Regions from separate parts of the Dromaius novaehollandiae genome. Here region 1 is linked to region 2. A link is a contact called in public Hi-C data. All regions are on one chromosome and are shown on one strand. Each heading gives the region's core, a stretch centred on a gene start, on an enhancer-like site or on the middle of the called end of the contact. The rest is flanking DNA. Distances are from core to core; before and after follow the strand shown. Region 1 overlaps ITGA9 (integrin subunit alpha 9). Region 2 holds the start of ITGA9 (integrin subunit alpha 9).

Region 1 (7,155 bases), core at 3,711-6,210, 230 kb after region 2:
AGGGAACATATCCTGAGGCAACCACTGCAGCCACGTCAGGTGACTGGAGCAATTTACACTTCATTTAAGAGCTGAACTTTGAACTTTGGTAACGAAGCTGCAGTGCAGAGCAATATTTATGAATCCAACTATGTGGTATACCCTCAGGGGAGGACTGTTACCTAAAAGTATTTTTTATAAATATAAGCTTTTTATATTGATTATGTCTTTATATTTGTATCAATATTTTATAGTTTCTATTGAATAGCTATATAGTTCACTCAAGCACTGATATCTGGCTAAATCCTTGGAAATACATATATGTATATATAAATCCTATTGTACTTTTAAATTTCAATGCAAAAAAGAAAAAGATTTGTAGATAAAAGTAGCTGAAAACCTCATATACTTAATTCACAAGGCTTGGTAATATTGTATATAGACCATTTAATGGCAAGAAGCCAAAGTCTTTTCATTATTTTTTTTTGAGTTGAATTTGGTGTTTGATTTATAAACCAGAGAACCTAAAGTATTACATATATGCGATGTTCTGTATTTGAGTCTATGCTTCACTGCCCTGGGTGGGAGAGAATGAGACCGCTTCCTCGGTGACATGTAGCAAGGCTTGTAGCTCACTCTGGCCGGGTACCTTTCCGTCACAGGGCATTCTGCACTGAAGAAAGCATCAGAGACTGCTTGCCTTTGGGACGTTCTCTTCTGCAGTCTCTAGTACTTCGATGATGGTCTAGGACTGCACAGGCGAGATACCAAAAGGGTATAATTGGGCCAACCACTATGGCATTGATGAATTCTTTGGAAATAAAAAAAAATAAAAGAGAAAAATAAGGAGCTATATTAATGTTTGAAAGGATAGTTTTTAAGCTACTGTTAATGGTTGTGATCTGTTGCTGTCAAAGCAAGTGACAAATGGCTGCAAGCTATGACCATTATGCCTGCCTTGTGAGTTTTACACGTGAGTCATGGGTTTGTTTATATGGAATAGATGTGAGGGTTAAAATGTATTTTGATCTTGAGAGTCCTTCTGTGGATGTTTCTGGTACTGAATGTCATCATGTCTTCATCTAGTATTAAAAATGGGGTTTCACTGAGGTGCAGACATTACCGAATCTCAGATTGCCGCTTCGTTCAGAGGTAATAATGCCTTAGCAAATCATTTGCTGAATTGGAAGAAACTCACTTATAGTTAAATTAACCATGTGTCTTCAATAAGCTCTTGAGTTTCTGAACAGAAATAGTGCAACTGCTATAAGACTTGGTTTTAGATTCTATTTTTACTTTACACCTTGTGTAAACAAGGAATAACGGTCCTGTTGGTATAAAATCCATATGAAGGAAAGAAGGATCAGGCTCAATGATAGGAAATGAAGGAGTAGCAGGAATAAAAGGCTGGAGGATGTCTCTTTCATTAAGAGTAACCTAAAAGAACTGCTGGAGGTTTGAAAACTGAATGCAGAGAACATGCAAGAAATCTACTTATCCTTGCTCTTCCTTGCAAATTCATTATAACTTCACATTTTAAAAAATTAACCATGTCCATATTCATGCTTGCTCTTTTCCCCCCCACTGGCATTAAATGCCCTCTATTACTACAGTATTGATTAATATTTATTAACTTATCTATCTGCACCCATTAGGCAGAAGACAGTTTTTAAGTGAATGAAGAGTATTGATTCAAGATTTGAAAGGAAAATCTATTAGTCTATTCAATTTTCTTTCTTAAAACAATCTCTAGTGAATAAATAAGACAGATCTGGTATAGCAAGTCATCATTTAAGCCAGAATCTGAAAAGACGTACTAAGAAGAAATCCCGCTATAACCATATGTAGTTGGCTGCAGTTTCATCATCAAAGAGTGCAAAAACAAAAGGCTGATGGTCTTTTATTGCACTGTTGTATTATAAAATATTGAATTCCTTCTAGTATAATTCATCTAAATTCAGTTAGTTTTGCTAGGAGTATTTGGGCCTAACGTATCGACTTCTGCTGTTGTTGAAAAATACCTAAGAATGGCATATAGATGTTAGAGACAAAATTACATCATAAATATAAATGAAATATAAGAAATTGGCTAAAGCATATAGTGAAAAGAAAGAAAGGAGTCCATTTATTTAAAAACAGTAATTTTCAGTCACTGAACAAAAAACTGTTTAAAAAGTAAAGGTACTTACTTTTAAAAAGTAAAAGTTGAAAAGTAAAATTTGTCCCCAAATAATTTTGAGGACAAATGAAACTATTTCTGAATTTGAACTGAATTTGGAAAGTTTCAATAAAAAAAGGAGAAAATACCATTGAAATTGTTAAAATGTCTCATTTCCACTTTTTTAAACAAAAATTTTGTTTCAGAAATGCCAAAAATGTTTCATTTCAATATTTTTGAAAACAATTGTAACTTTTCATTTGAAACATCTTTTAAAAATATATAAAGAAAAGATTTTTAAAAGCTGAACTAGCCATTCAACATTTCATACTGGGTTGAGCACATATTATTTGTTTGACTCAAGACAAAAGAAGTTTTTGTCATTTCATTAAAGTAAAAAAAAAATACCATTTGAGTGAACCCAAGCTGGATTTTTGTGTTCTCTGAGTTGATATATCTATTATTCATCCAGCACAAGTCCTCACTCAGTGAAAATCAAGTCATCAGATAGAGTAGTGACAGATTTCTGAAATAGTCCATAAGTTCTTAGTGTCATGACTGTCAGGTACTTAGTAGTTCTGTTGCCACAGATACTTTTGTTTTTATATGTATTCTTACTCTTCATAATTTTCTTCTTTTTTTTTGGCAGATTCCATTGTGACCTCTTGCTTAGTTCCAGTTAGGATAGTCAGACCACATACCAATACACAGTATTATAAACCTGTAAGTTCTCCTTTCCCCTCCTTAAAAAAAGAAAGAAAAAAACAAGCCAAACAAAAAAACTCACTAAGACCAGTTGCTTGCCATCAGTTTCTACTCCCAGAATTCTTACGAAAATGTAATATACTTCAAGAACGTGTAGCAAATAGCTGTGCTATGGATCTGCTGGTTTTAAATAAAAAATCATAATAAATCTAATTGTATCAGAACTTTGGAAATTGCGTCAAAAGTACTTTGGAAAATGCTTATGGGCCCTGGAAGTTCCTGTCTGCCAGCTGCCTTTTAATTCCTTTGTGCTGTACGGGTTGTGCAGCAGAGCTGGTGGAAGTCCTTGTTCTCTGGTGTTTGGCCACTATCAGAAACATCAGCGATGATTTTCTGAATAAAGCTAGTTTTTAATTTATACAATTATAATGAGGAAGTCAGCAAACTGTGTAAGGTGCAGGTTCAGTGGAGCAGCCTCTGAAGCCACCTCAGAAATCACTTGTGTGATTTGAGAGAGCAAGTCTGCTTGATGTGAACCCCAAGCCTATGAACCGCTTCAACATGCCCTTAACCTCAAGGTGGGAAAGGTCTTTTGCGATGCTGACCAGCTAAGATAACCCTCTCTACCTTGATACATGAATAGGCGGGACTCCCTGTACAAGCCAGTGATGTGTAGGTAATTTGGATTGCTGAAAGCAACAGTTGCACAAAGATTGTGTTTGAAAATATTTAGTATTGACTTTCTTGAATGTTTTCTGTTTATGGGCACATTTTGGAGTCTTGCACGAGTTTCAAGCATAGTATCCAAGTGACATGAGTATATATAACATTGCTTTCACTAAGGGATTAAGGGAATCATAGAACTAATTCCTACCTTCATCGAGATTCATGCTCTTGCTAAGGTTTCTTCGATATAAGTGAAAGTAGGATTTAGTTCATTTAGTGTACATTGATTAAACTGGCATGAAGACTGCAATTGCTTTTGGAGCATGGTTTGCATATGCAGTAGGATACCCACATCATTGTCACTCCTTTTTCTTAGAATGTCACTCCTTATGTATTGTAAAATTATATGTTTCTTTTTGTGAACTTGTGGTTGGAAGAATGTGTTCACGCTTATTGACGTCACCTGTATTCTAATTCACTTGCACTGTTTTGGAAATGTCAAGTTTACAAAGATACAAGTGTTTTGAATAAAAAGTGGCTGCGAAATTATCCTAATATCGTTTTGTCACTTACTGTCCTTGTCCAGCTCAAATATTTTTCAGTTTTGGGGGTGAGACATTTTTTCATTTGTGTTTGAATTAAATGGTATGTGCATGTGTTTATCTCTCTGTGGGTAATGGATGTCTTTTATCATAATTCTGCAACCTGTATAAAACTAAGATATTTGGAGACTAAGAATATAACTAACTTGAGTACAATATTGTAAATCCATGGAAATAAAATAATTGCAGTGGAAATTATTTCTATTTCACAATATTACACTATCACACCAAATAAAACCCCATATGGTGGTGATATTGCCATAAGGTAAGACTGTCAACCTGCATAACTTGTTTGAGTTCTCTTTCAGTCTGGTATGAATTTGGATGAAAGTGAAATTTTTCAGCTCCATATATCTTTTTTCTACATGGGTTTATATTTCATGGATAGCTAAATAATATATCTGCAAGATTTTCTTCAGCTCCGTACATCCCCACACTTTGTCAAAGTGAGCAGAAACTAGTTTGGAGCAGTAAAAAAGCTGATTTATTTCTATTGTTGTCACCTTTCTCTTTGTATTTCTACTGCCAGTTAGAGGCTCCATCGAAGTTTTCTCGTAATTCTGAGGATGGGTGAAATCTCTGTAGTAAAATATGAACTGACCTGAACCTTCATTTTAAAACATAACCTGAAATTTCAGACTCTCCCTTTCCTTTTATTCTGCTCAGTTCCCTGCTTTTTGTGGAGACCCTCTATGCAGGTGAATAAATGTTCTCCAGTTATATGGACTCTTCCATTTTGTTTGCGTTAAGCTGGCAGCTAAATACCTAGGAACAAAGCAGACAGAGTTAAGATGTAAGCTGTGACTCGAAGCACATTTTTATTGGTGAAAGACCACGGCTTCATGTCCCTCAAGGCCAAAGGCATTACGAGTGCTCCAAGCAGGTCTGGATCGTGGCATGTAGCTAGTACCCTTCAAAGTGAAAACAAATGTTCTCAGTCAGGAAGGCTTTCTTCAGGGGAAAGAAAACATTGCCGGGGACCGGGGGTAGGAGGAGGATCCCGCAGAAAGGAATGCGGTGCAGGGTTTGCTTTGGAAGATTGGTGGAAGCTTTAGGGAGGCAGCAGCTAAAATAATAACCAGAAGCGTTTGGATGTACTAATACCTTTCTGTTACCATGCAAGCCAGTTTGTTTGTAAAGCCAAGCAAGGGGTTTCGCTTCTTGGGGAGGAGAATTATGATGTATTACTGCCCTCTGTGGGTTTCTCTCGCGCGCTCGCTTTTGCTTTTAAATGAGCGAAGAACGGCAATCTGAAGTGCTTTATTTTGTGTGCTGCTTTTGATCGTAGTGACTTTTAAGAACCACGTAGGAGTTTTATGACAAAATGGCTTTTCTTTAGAAAACAGTAATGTTTCAAACCTTGAATTTTTTGCAGATTTATTCCTGCCAGTTTCACCAAGAAGACAAAAACTAGACAAAAACTAAAGGAAAAGAATGTTCTCTCACCTGGGGAGAAAAGCTCATTCGTTAGCACGCTGCTCAGCCTGGCTCAGGTCAGGGACTGGAGGTGGGTCTGATGTTTCACCTTAGTGTGCTGGCCACTGGCCTGCTTCTGGGCAGTAGACTCAGTGGGCTAAGATCTTCTCTATTTAAATACTTATATATTCGTTGAGGAGAAAAGTGGCTTTTACTCACACCTTTTGGGTCTAGCAGAGTGTATAATGACTGGAGTAGTCCTGGGTAGGGTGTTTTGCTTTTGATTAAAATTTTGAGTGCTCATATCACACCAGACTGAGTGCCAGAATGGCAAAGGAGAGTGTTGTGGAGTCATTAGAGATGCAAAGTAAATCCTACCATGTTCCTCAGGCCCCAGCTGGCTCACTACCAGAATTAAAATATAACAAAAGCACCTACTCTGTGATGACTCAGATGTGCAAATGGATTTCAAGTCATATGGCTGCTCACTTCTGCATGTCCAAGGTTTTAGTATTTTAAATGGGTGCAAATGGAGATTTTTATCTGCGAGCAGTTTTGACAGGAGCAAAGCTTGATAGTGGGGAAATGAATCATCCTAACAAAAGAGCAGTGGAAATTATTTTTTCATGTCTTAGCCATGCTATAATTTCCCGTGACAGTCTGAAAGGACTGATTCATGAATTTCCAGTTCATTTCTTCTTCGCTTTTAATGTAGTTTGTGTCATTTGAATGCCTGAACTTCTGTATGTGCAATGTTTTGCTAGGTTAACCAGCAGTTCAACAGCTGTAAAGAATCAGAAATTAATGAAGTAGTAACCCTGAGCAGAGAGTTCCCTGCTGAAGACATGTATTCAGATATAATATATTGATTTTCATGAAATTATTCTAGATTTATACCATCGCAAATGGGAAGAGACTCAAACAGGCTCCCTTGAAGCTGAAGGACACACATCATGAGACAAGCTTTGCACTAATCTGCATAAGTGGTAATGTACAGTAATTTCTGTCATTTAAATAGTATTCCTCTGGGTTTGCTATCTGAGAGCTGCATAATTCAATCCTAATGATGCTGCTCTGTGCTGTATTTGGAAAGAGAAAAGGAATAGTAAAATAGTGATCACTTTATTCAGCAAAGAGAGCACTTCAGGGAGAAAATATAACTTGTCCTACACCAGATTCTCCATGGAGATGGGGCATTTGAAAACTGAACACAATCTGCCCCTTATCTTTAAGTTGAATAATCAGGCTGACGGCTGAAATTCCTACTATATGTTTAAACAGATTTTACTGTGTTGATTTTAGGAGAATGGCATAGAATAGGAAGCTGGCAATAAAGTGTTTATTTGGTCAGAACACTTGCTCAATGTTAAACTTACGGAGTTTATATGTAGGCTTTGATGCGAGATGACAGAATTAGGGTAAAATACTTTTTCCCCATTTTAATTTTCAGGGTATGGGAGAAGCGAGACTGCATCTTAACAGTGTCAGAAAGTAAAGTCATTGCTTGTGTGCATAAAGGCAGAGGGTTGCCTGTTTCCTAGGTCAAGACTATGTCCATGGCATGACCTTCATCAAAGGGGAGACCCATGTGTCACCTTCAGCAGGTGGCATGTGTCACCCTGCAGTTAC
Region 2 (7,321 bases), core at 1,524-4,023:
GTCCTTTTTCTTCGTCTTTATTTTTACCATCATAATGATTTAAAAGCATATTATTATTATTATACTTGCAGTTGCAGTTGGATGCTTTTTCCAGTGCATGCCAGGATTTTATCAGATAAACCCAAAAGTTCTGGACACGCACTTTCTGTTTCTGCTCTGACTGACAAAATTCCCACTGGATTAAATGTTGTGAGATGACTTGAGTATTTGGATGCACACAAGAAAAAAAGAAATGGATGGAATTACAGTGTTCCAAGCCTTTCTCTGCATACTCTTCCTTGCCAAGAACAGAGAGCTAAAATTTCTTATGGACTGACACACTTCCGTATTGTATCACTTCGAGTTGAAATAAGTCCTCCTGAGAGCACTCTGCAATGTGAGAGACAAGTGTTTCATTCACCTAATCCGGCCACTTTGCTTCCCTCTTCCCTGTGAAGAGGAATGAACCCATCGTTCTCTCCAGCGCGTCAGCTCACGTTTCCTTTAATTGCATTGGAGAGCTGTCTAGCATCATTCAGTACTTTGGGTAATTAATTGAAAAGCCCCATCCATTTCTTGCTTCAAAATGTGGAGAATTTGGCTTGGTATTGCTAATGGGATTGCATGTCACGGGTGGAATTTGCTTAATCACTGCCTATTGACTTTCTGCCTAAACCGGATTACATTTATCCATATTGTTTACACAGTTGTAAAACTCCTGTGAAAATCTGTTCATTAAATGTTTTAAATATTGCTGCTAATATGATGTAAATGGCTTGTTGTTTTCATTTGGTGCTCTAATGAGTAAATCAATTCTTTCAATTGTATTGTACACTAAAGGTTGAAATTATTGATAAGTGATTTTTCTGTTTTATTTGATATTAACTACTCTGTCAATTACAGTTAATACTGGAAAACATTCACTGCTTACATCTGTTTAACTCCAGACACATTTATGTGTATATGCCTACACACACGGAGGCAGAACTGCGTGTAGATATGAACTTAATGTGTAAAATTGTCAGAAGTGTAACAAATGGACAAGGCTAGTTCTAGTGTGGGCTAGGCTAGTGTTGCCCAGCTCAGCCTGGTTTTGAAGCAAATCTCTCGTGTGATGCTGGCAGTGTTGCGGGAGTTATAGTAAGCTAGAGACAAGGTTTGTGGAAGGAGGACATACCTTTCATTAGTCCAACTCATCTTTTAAGGATGACATGCTGCCCAGTCATTGCATCAGCATTCACAACAGCTTTACCTCCAATAACTGATGACTCAGAGAAACCCAGCCTTTTCACAAGCCACTTAAACAAGAGCTTTAAATAACTATACAACCAAGCTTTATGTAGCAAATAGAAAATACGTTATTGATTGGAAACTTCCATTCCTCCACTGATTTTTTTTTCACCACAAATCTATAATTATTACTTCTCTATTAAACTTGTCCCTGGAATAGACTAATGTCTACTTTCCAGCATCACGGTCAACGTGAAAAATGGCAGTTTCCAAACCGCAACAAGCATATATATGCATATCTATATATAAAATCGAATGTGATTATAAAATTGACCAACCAAGTATGGTACAGGACACCAGTAATCACCATCCTAAACACACTGAGACGGCTGTCAGGCAGCCAGATCCCTAGGCACTGGGGCACTTGCTCTGAGGACGATGCTCAAGTGCAGTGCTTACCAACTGGAGATGGCTATTACCCGACAAGGATGCTTCCCTGGAGAAACCCATTACACTTCTGAAAAAGCCATGTCGATGCTGTGAAACAGTTTAGCACAAAAGTTCCCTCCTCGCTGAGCATGGTTCCTGCTGGTCGTTCTCGGCACAGAACCTTTACAGAAAATTAAAACTTCATTAAACTTCTGCTGAGACCTTCCCATGCTGAAAGAGGATCCTACCTTCAACACAGTTTTCCTACACCAACTTTCGAATAGTTCATGGTCAATTCCCTGCAAACCACCAGGTGCCAAAGGGACCCCGAATGGGCCTTAGCAACAAGCACTGGTCTTGTCCATGCATCTCCCATTGCTTGCCAGGAGAAGCAATTCCTACGCTATCGAAATTCCTGGATCCTATACTTTGGCGTTTCCCAAAATTTAACATATTTCTCCCAGTGCACCTTCTCCTGGATGAGAGGAGCGCATGAAATTCAATAGCCAAAACGGGTGCTAACAGCAAGCAATGCAACTCCCAGTTATGTCTGAGGGAATGTTTCTCCTCTGACCTCCCAGTCTTGATCCTCAAGGGGGATCTAAAAAACACTTTAACAAGGATCCTGAACTAGAACGTGTAACTTTACTGAATAATAAAAACCCGGGCTGTGTGAGTATTGCAGCACGTAACTTCTCCCCTCCCCACCACTATTACATGTGTGACCTGTCTCTCACCCATGGGAGAGGCACACTGTCTCCCTTTGCCCTCGCTCAGCTTCTGTTGCACAGAGATCTGATTACTGCTGCTCTCAGATAGTCTGGCTATTAAAACAGGGGAGCAGCTATTTCCAGCTCGTATCCAGCCACGCTGCTTGCTGCTGCTTCCCCAGGCCTGAGGGGCTTGTGTCAGAAAATGTGGGTCTCTTTTCTTTTTTTTTTTTTGAGAGTAGAAAAAAAAATCCTGTTTCTATCACTCTCATAAACGCCCGCACGGCTGCTTGCCCCCGGGACGTGCCCGGCACCGGCGCTGAGCGCCCCCGGGGCCGCAGCCCCCGCAGCGACCCGCGCGGCATCGCCCCAGGCCACCGCCGCCGCCGCAGCCGAGGCGGCGCCGCCCGCGGCCGCCAGGGGACGCCGCAGCGCCGGCGGCGCCGGGCGGAGCGCGCAGTGGCCGCGCGGCGCGGCGCGGGGCGCAGCCGAGGCGGGACGGGCCGAGCCGCGCCGCGCCACGGGGCGGGCACAAAAGCGCGGGGCCGCGCCGCCTGCGAGGGAGAGCAGCGCCGGCTCGGCGGGCCGTGGCTCCGCTTCCCCCCCGCGTCGGGCTCGCAGGATGCCGCGCAGCTGGGCGCGGGTGCTGGGGGCGCTGCTGGCGGTGGCCCTGGCGCGCTGCTACAACGTGGACGTGGCCCGGCCCGTGGTGTACCAGGGCCCCAACGGCTCCTTCTTCGGGTACTCGGTGCTGCAGCACTTCCACGACAGCACGCGGTGGTGAGTGGCGCGGTCCCCCCTTCCCGCGGGGGCAGCGCGGAGCGGGCGGTGGGGCACAAGGAGGGGAGCTGCCCCCGGTGTGCTGCGCGGCGCGCAGCCCCTAACGCGAGTCCGCACCCGAAGCGGCGCCGCTGCCCGTGGGCAGGGGCTGAGGGTGCCCGCGGGGCGGCGGCTCCCACGCGTGTCCGCGCAGGTGCGCGCGGGCTTCCCTCGAGCTTAGCGCGGAGCCGTCCGCGGCGGGCAGCGAGCCGGCGGGAGGCAGCGCGGCCCCGGCCCCGGCGGTGCCGGGGTGCGCTGCGTTTCGGCTGGGTCCTTTGTGCAGCGCGCGCCGTTGCGGGACAAACTCAGCCGCTCATCAGCCTGACAGAAAGTGCGTGTGATACGAAACGTGATGGGTCATGTCGTGCGGAATGAGAAGATGTTTAGTTGCAGTAACCTCCGGCGGGAGCAGTATGTTTAGCACTGACAGCGCTGCTCTGCGCACAGAGGAGGTCTCTGCGCTGGGCTGCAGTGGAGAAATTATACCTTTGGTGGCTGGAGAGCCGCTTCCAAGCCAGGCGGCACTGGTCCCCTGTGCGTGCCTGCGGGGAGAGAGGGACTTCTGCGGTCCCTCTGCGGGAGTTTTTTGTTTTTTGTTTTTTTTTTAAATTATTATTATTGAGTAGTGAACGATGATATAGTTTTTGTACATCTCAAAAAATTATGCAAACTGGCAAGCTGCTTGTTTTTCCTGTTGACTGAAAAGAGCCTTGGAACATGCTCTGTCTCTCTCTTGTCTGGGTCAGAGGCTCTTTGTTAGAATTAAAAACTGATTTCTCTTAATTGGACCTAGCTGATGTCATCTGGTGCACTTTTAATGTGAGTAGGAGCCACTACTGCCAATAAACGTCCACAAAGCTTGTCTTTATCTTTTACACTTAGATATGGCCCGATTACTCAGCTGTTGATGTTGGAACTGTAGTGCTCTGTGATATAAATAAATGTATTCATACTGGCGTCCAGTTCTTTAAAATGAATTTCTTTCACACCCTTCAATTCACAAGTAGTTGTATGCTTCGCCTTTCTGCATAGTGGCGTTCATGAAGCATTCATTATTGAGGGCTTATCATAAGAGGGCATCATAGAGGGGAAAAAAGGCGCTCTCAAAAAAAAAAAAGCTCTCAGTTGAAAGCAATGCTTAACTTATTGCAGAAACCAACAAAGGATAAAAAGGTTGGAAGTCACTTGTATTCGACCCAAATTACTGGGGGTTCACAATGGTGTGGATGAAGCGCCAGTCTAGTGGGATATGATGAGATGCAAACGATATAATTTGTTGCTCTTCTTTGTGTGGCTGGTTATATTCTGATTGATAACATGGGGTTGTCTATAGACAGTGCCTGCCAGTGTAATTTTTGGACAGACTTTGTTTGGGAAGCTCCGCAAGGGATAAATGTTGGGTGCCCGTCTGAAGGCAGACATCTGAAAGTCTGATACTCAGATGTATTTCCCTCCAGCTTTATGAAAATGGAGGATCTTCACAACAATTGAGCTGTGACACTTGGCAATAAAAAGTATCCAAAATCGCAAACTTTTTTTAAAGCAAAGTTAGCTGTTCGGATAGGGTTAGCAGCCCCTGAATATGGCCAGCATCGGCACTGGGTTAGGTTGCCAAAAGTCTCGAGGGTGCGATTGTCACCACAGACTGCAGAACTTCTCTTTCCATCGTGGAAGGAGGAGAACTTGTTTTCACAGAGGCCTCAAAGTCCTGTGCCTGACAGAGGTGACAACAAGGACATTCTCCTTGACTTTGGTTTACTGTGTGTAACTGTGCCCTTAATATAGGCATATCTTCTAAAGGTTGAGGGACAGCAATGAATTTCTTCACTCTTAGAAGTGTATGAAGTCTTTAAGTTTTCTGAAGATGTCATATGGATGGGCATATTCTGAGTGCAGTGCGGTCGTGTGGGTTTTGGTTCTTTTTTTTTTTTTTTTTTTTTTTTTTTTTTTTTTTAACTACAAGGGTTCAGTCCTTTGGTGGTCTGAACGTGCCTTTAGCTGTGTCCACTTCCTTTGACTGGGAGATAAAGGCTTGCAGTATTATATGCCACTATTTTAAAAAAACATCTTTGTGCTGTACAGAATATTATTTCTTCCTACAGATATCACTTTGGGGCTTAAAAGTCTCTTTACTTTCCAGCTTAAAGTGATTACAGGTTACTCAAATACAAAATACAAGTCCAGTTTTTTTAATGCATGAGCATAGAGGGGAAATGGTTAGTAGGAGTGATGACAGTTTTCGGATTTGTCAGTTCTCTTGTGTGAAGCTGTTGTGTGCAAAGCTATGCAGCTATTCCCCTGACTGGCTGGCAGAGTTACCAGATGATGTTTTTTAATCTTTCAAAATAGGAAATTCTAGTGGAGGTGTGAAATCTATTATATATGCAATAAAAATGTTTTTACCTTTTCATGTCATTGTAGCAAATAGCACCTATTAATAGCACAAGATTATTGTTTGTTTTCTGCATCATTTTTGTTCTTTGCTTCGTAGTTTCTCTTTACCCAGAGAGGAGTGAAGATTTCAGTTTCTTATGTCTGTTTGGCCTACGCACTACTCTGGGAAGATACCTAAGTTAACTTTGTACCACTGTGCTTTGGGTATATGTGGCTTGCTTGGTGAGCTGTGCTATGTGAACCTGTGTAAGTGTGATAGGTAATATCAAAGGCTGAAAGGGCTATTGTCTCTCTAAAATTATTTAATCTGTTAATATGCTCTCAATCATTGGAGATTGTTGTTGTGATAGTTCTGTATTTCTTACTTTTCATAGCCCAAGGGCCCAGTATTCCTTCACCTACCTGATGCATTTCCGATCATGAGAGCATCTTAGTTGAAATGTGTCCTCAGCCTTCTCAGTAGGCTTTTCATGTGCTAATATATACATGTCATTGCTTTACATTAAAATGATACCTGGAATGGGCAGCTCTTGAACTTCAATGTTTCAGTCATTCTTTTTCTGACACCCCAAAAGCACCTGTTTGTATTATCTGCAATAAGCCTGCAGGTTTTCAGTAAACCAATTCAGGGTTTGATGGCTCTGGAAGATTTATATGAGCCAAATACTCTTGCAGGAGGAAAGAAGGGCAGAGATTTCATTGGAAATGTTATCTCAGGCAAATATGAATAGTCAGGCTGCTACACAGCCCTAGACAGAAGTTATAGTGGGACAGGGTATTCAGCCTCTACGACAGTAGTGGAATAGGTTAGTGCCTTCAACCTGAAATAGTTAATTGCAATGATGCTTCCTTTTTAGGAGCTGTTTTTACATGATTTTAGTCTCATCTGCAGATGTGCTGAGCGTATTGTTTTTCTAACAATGTCTCTTGTTTTCCTTCCTTAAGCAGATTTGGTGAGTGAAAATCTTGAAAGATTTGCCTGTCTCCCTGAAATTGCAATTTTCAGTACAGTAAGCAACCAGGTGGTTGCTTGCATTTGGACCACAGACAAGCAGAAGTGCTTCTGTTCTCTGGATATAATTCAGATGCTTGGGGCAAAGATCCCCAAATCAACCAAGAATGTTGCTTTCCCTGCTTTCCTTTAGAGACTGTTTAATAAGAAAGAAACAAAAGTCGATTTTGCCTTAATAAAAATGTTAATGTGACATCTCTCTAATTTTTTTTTCCTCCCCAATATGGTGTTATTTTATATCTCCCCTTCCTCCTCTTGCCCCCCCCCCCCCCCCAGCCCTGCCCCCAACCCACAATCAATGGTCATAACTTTATCCTTTCTGGCAGCTTGGTCTGACACAAAAGGGTGATGGAGTCAGTTTAGTTCCGTGGCATCCTGCTGCAATTGCTACAATAGGGAATGAGTCTGGTTTTGGGTTGTTGCTTCACTCCTTGTGTCCTGCTCTTTGCCCTGCTGCACTGCCTCTGAAGAGTTTAGCATCTTGCGCTGGTGGCTGCGTGTCGTGTTAGCATACGGTGCCTTTGTGTGGAGCCAGAAAGGGAGAGACAGGAGAGGACCAACCTGGCATTAGGTTAATGATGCCGGGTTAGGTTAATGACGCTGTGCGTGTTAGTGATGCGGGAGGTGCTGCCAGGGCAGTTTGGGAAGGCAGGGAGCCTGAGTTTAGTGTTGCTGCTCAAAAGTTGTCCCTCCACTTCCCAAATAATAGCTCTGCACTCTGCACATAATGGACAAACCACAGGGATTT

The links. Hi-C and Micro-C count contacts between places; a contact is called where the count stands out from the background.
Region 1: a Hi-C map of brain shows a contact between it and region 2, with 2.9 times the contacts expected there. The contact joins the enhancer-like site here to the promoter of ITGA9 in region 2. A contact is called at or near these places in 2 of 4 Hi-C or Micro-C datasets (brain and ovary).

What each region holds. Positions count from the first base shown.
Region 1 is chr2:53,149,416-53,156,570 of bDroNov1.hap1, forward strand. It overlaps ITGA9 (integrin subunit alpha 9), which reads left to right. Exons shown (of 28, transcript XM_026100784.2): 28 at 1-4,057. Among named protein-coding and RNA genes, the nearest start is that of NEUROD6, 73 kb to the right of the region's middle. Within about 2 kb of position 4,961, at least 2 of the 2 cell types and tissues checked have open chromatin away from gene starts, as enhancers often do.
Region 2 is chr2:52,919,837-52,927,157 of bDroNov1.hap1, forward strand. ITGA9 (integrin subunit alpha 9) reads left to right here and starts at 2,774. Exons shown (of 28, transcript XM_026100784.2): 1 at 2,774-3,128. The coding sequence starts at 2,971.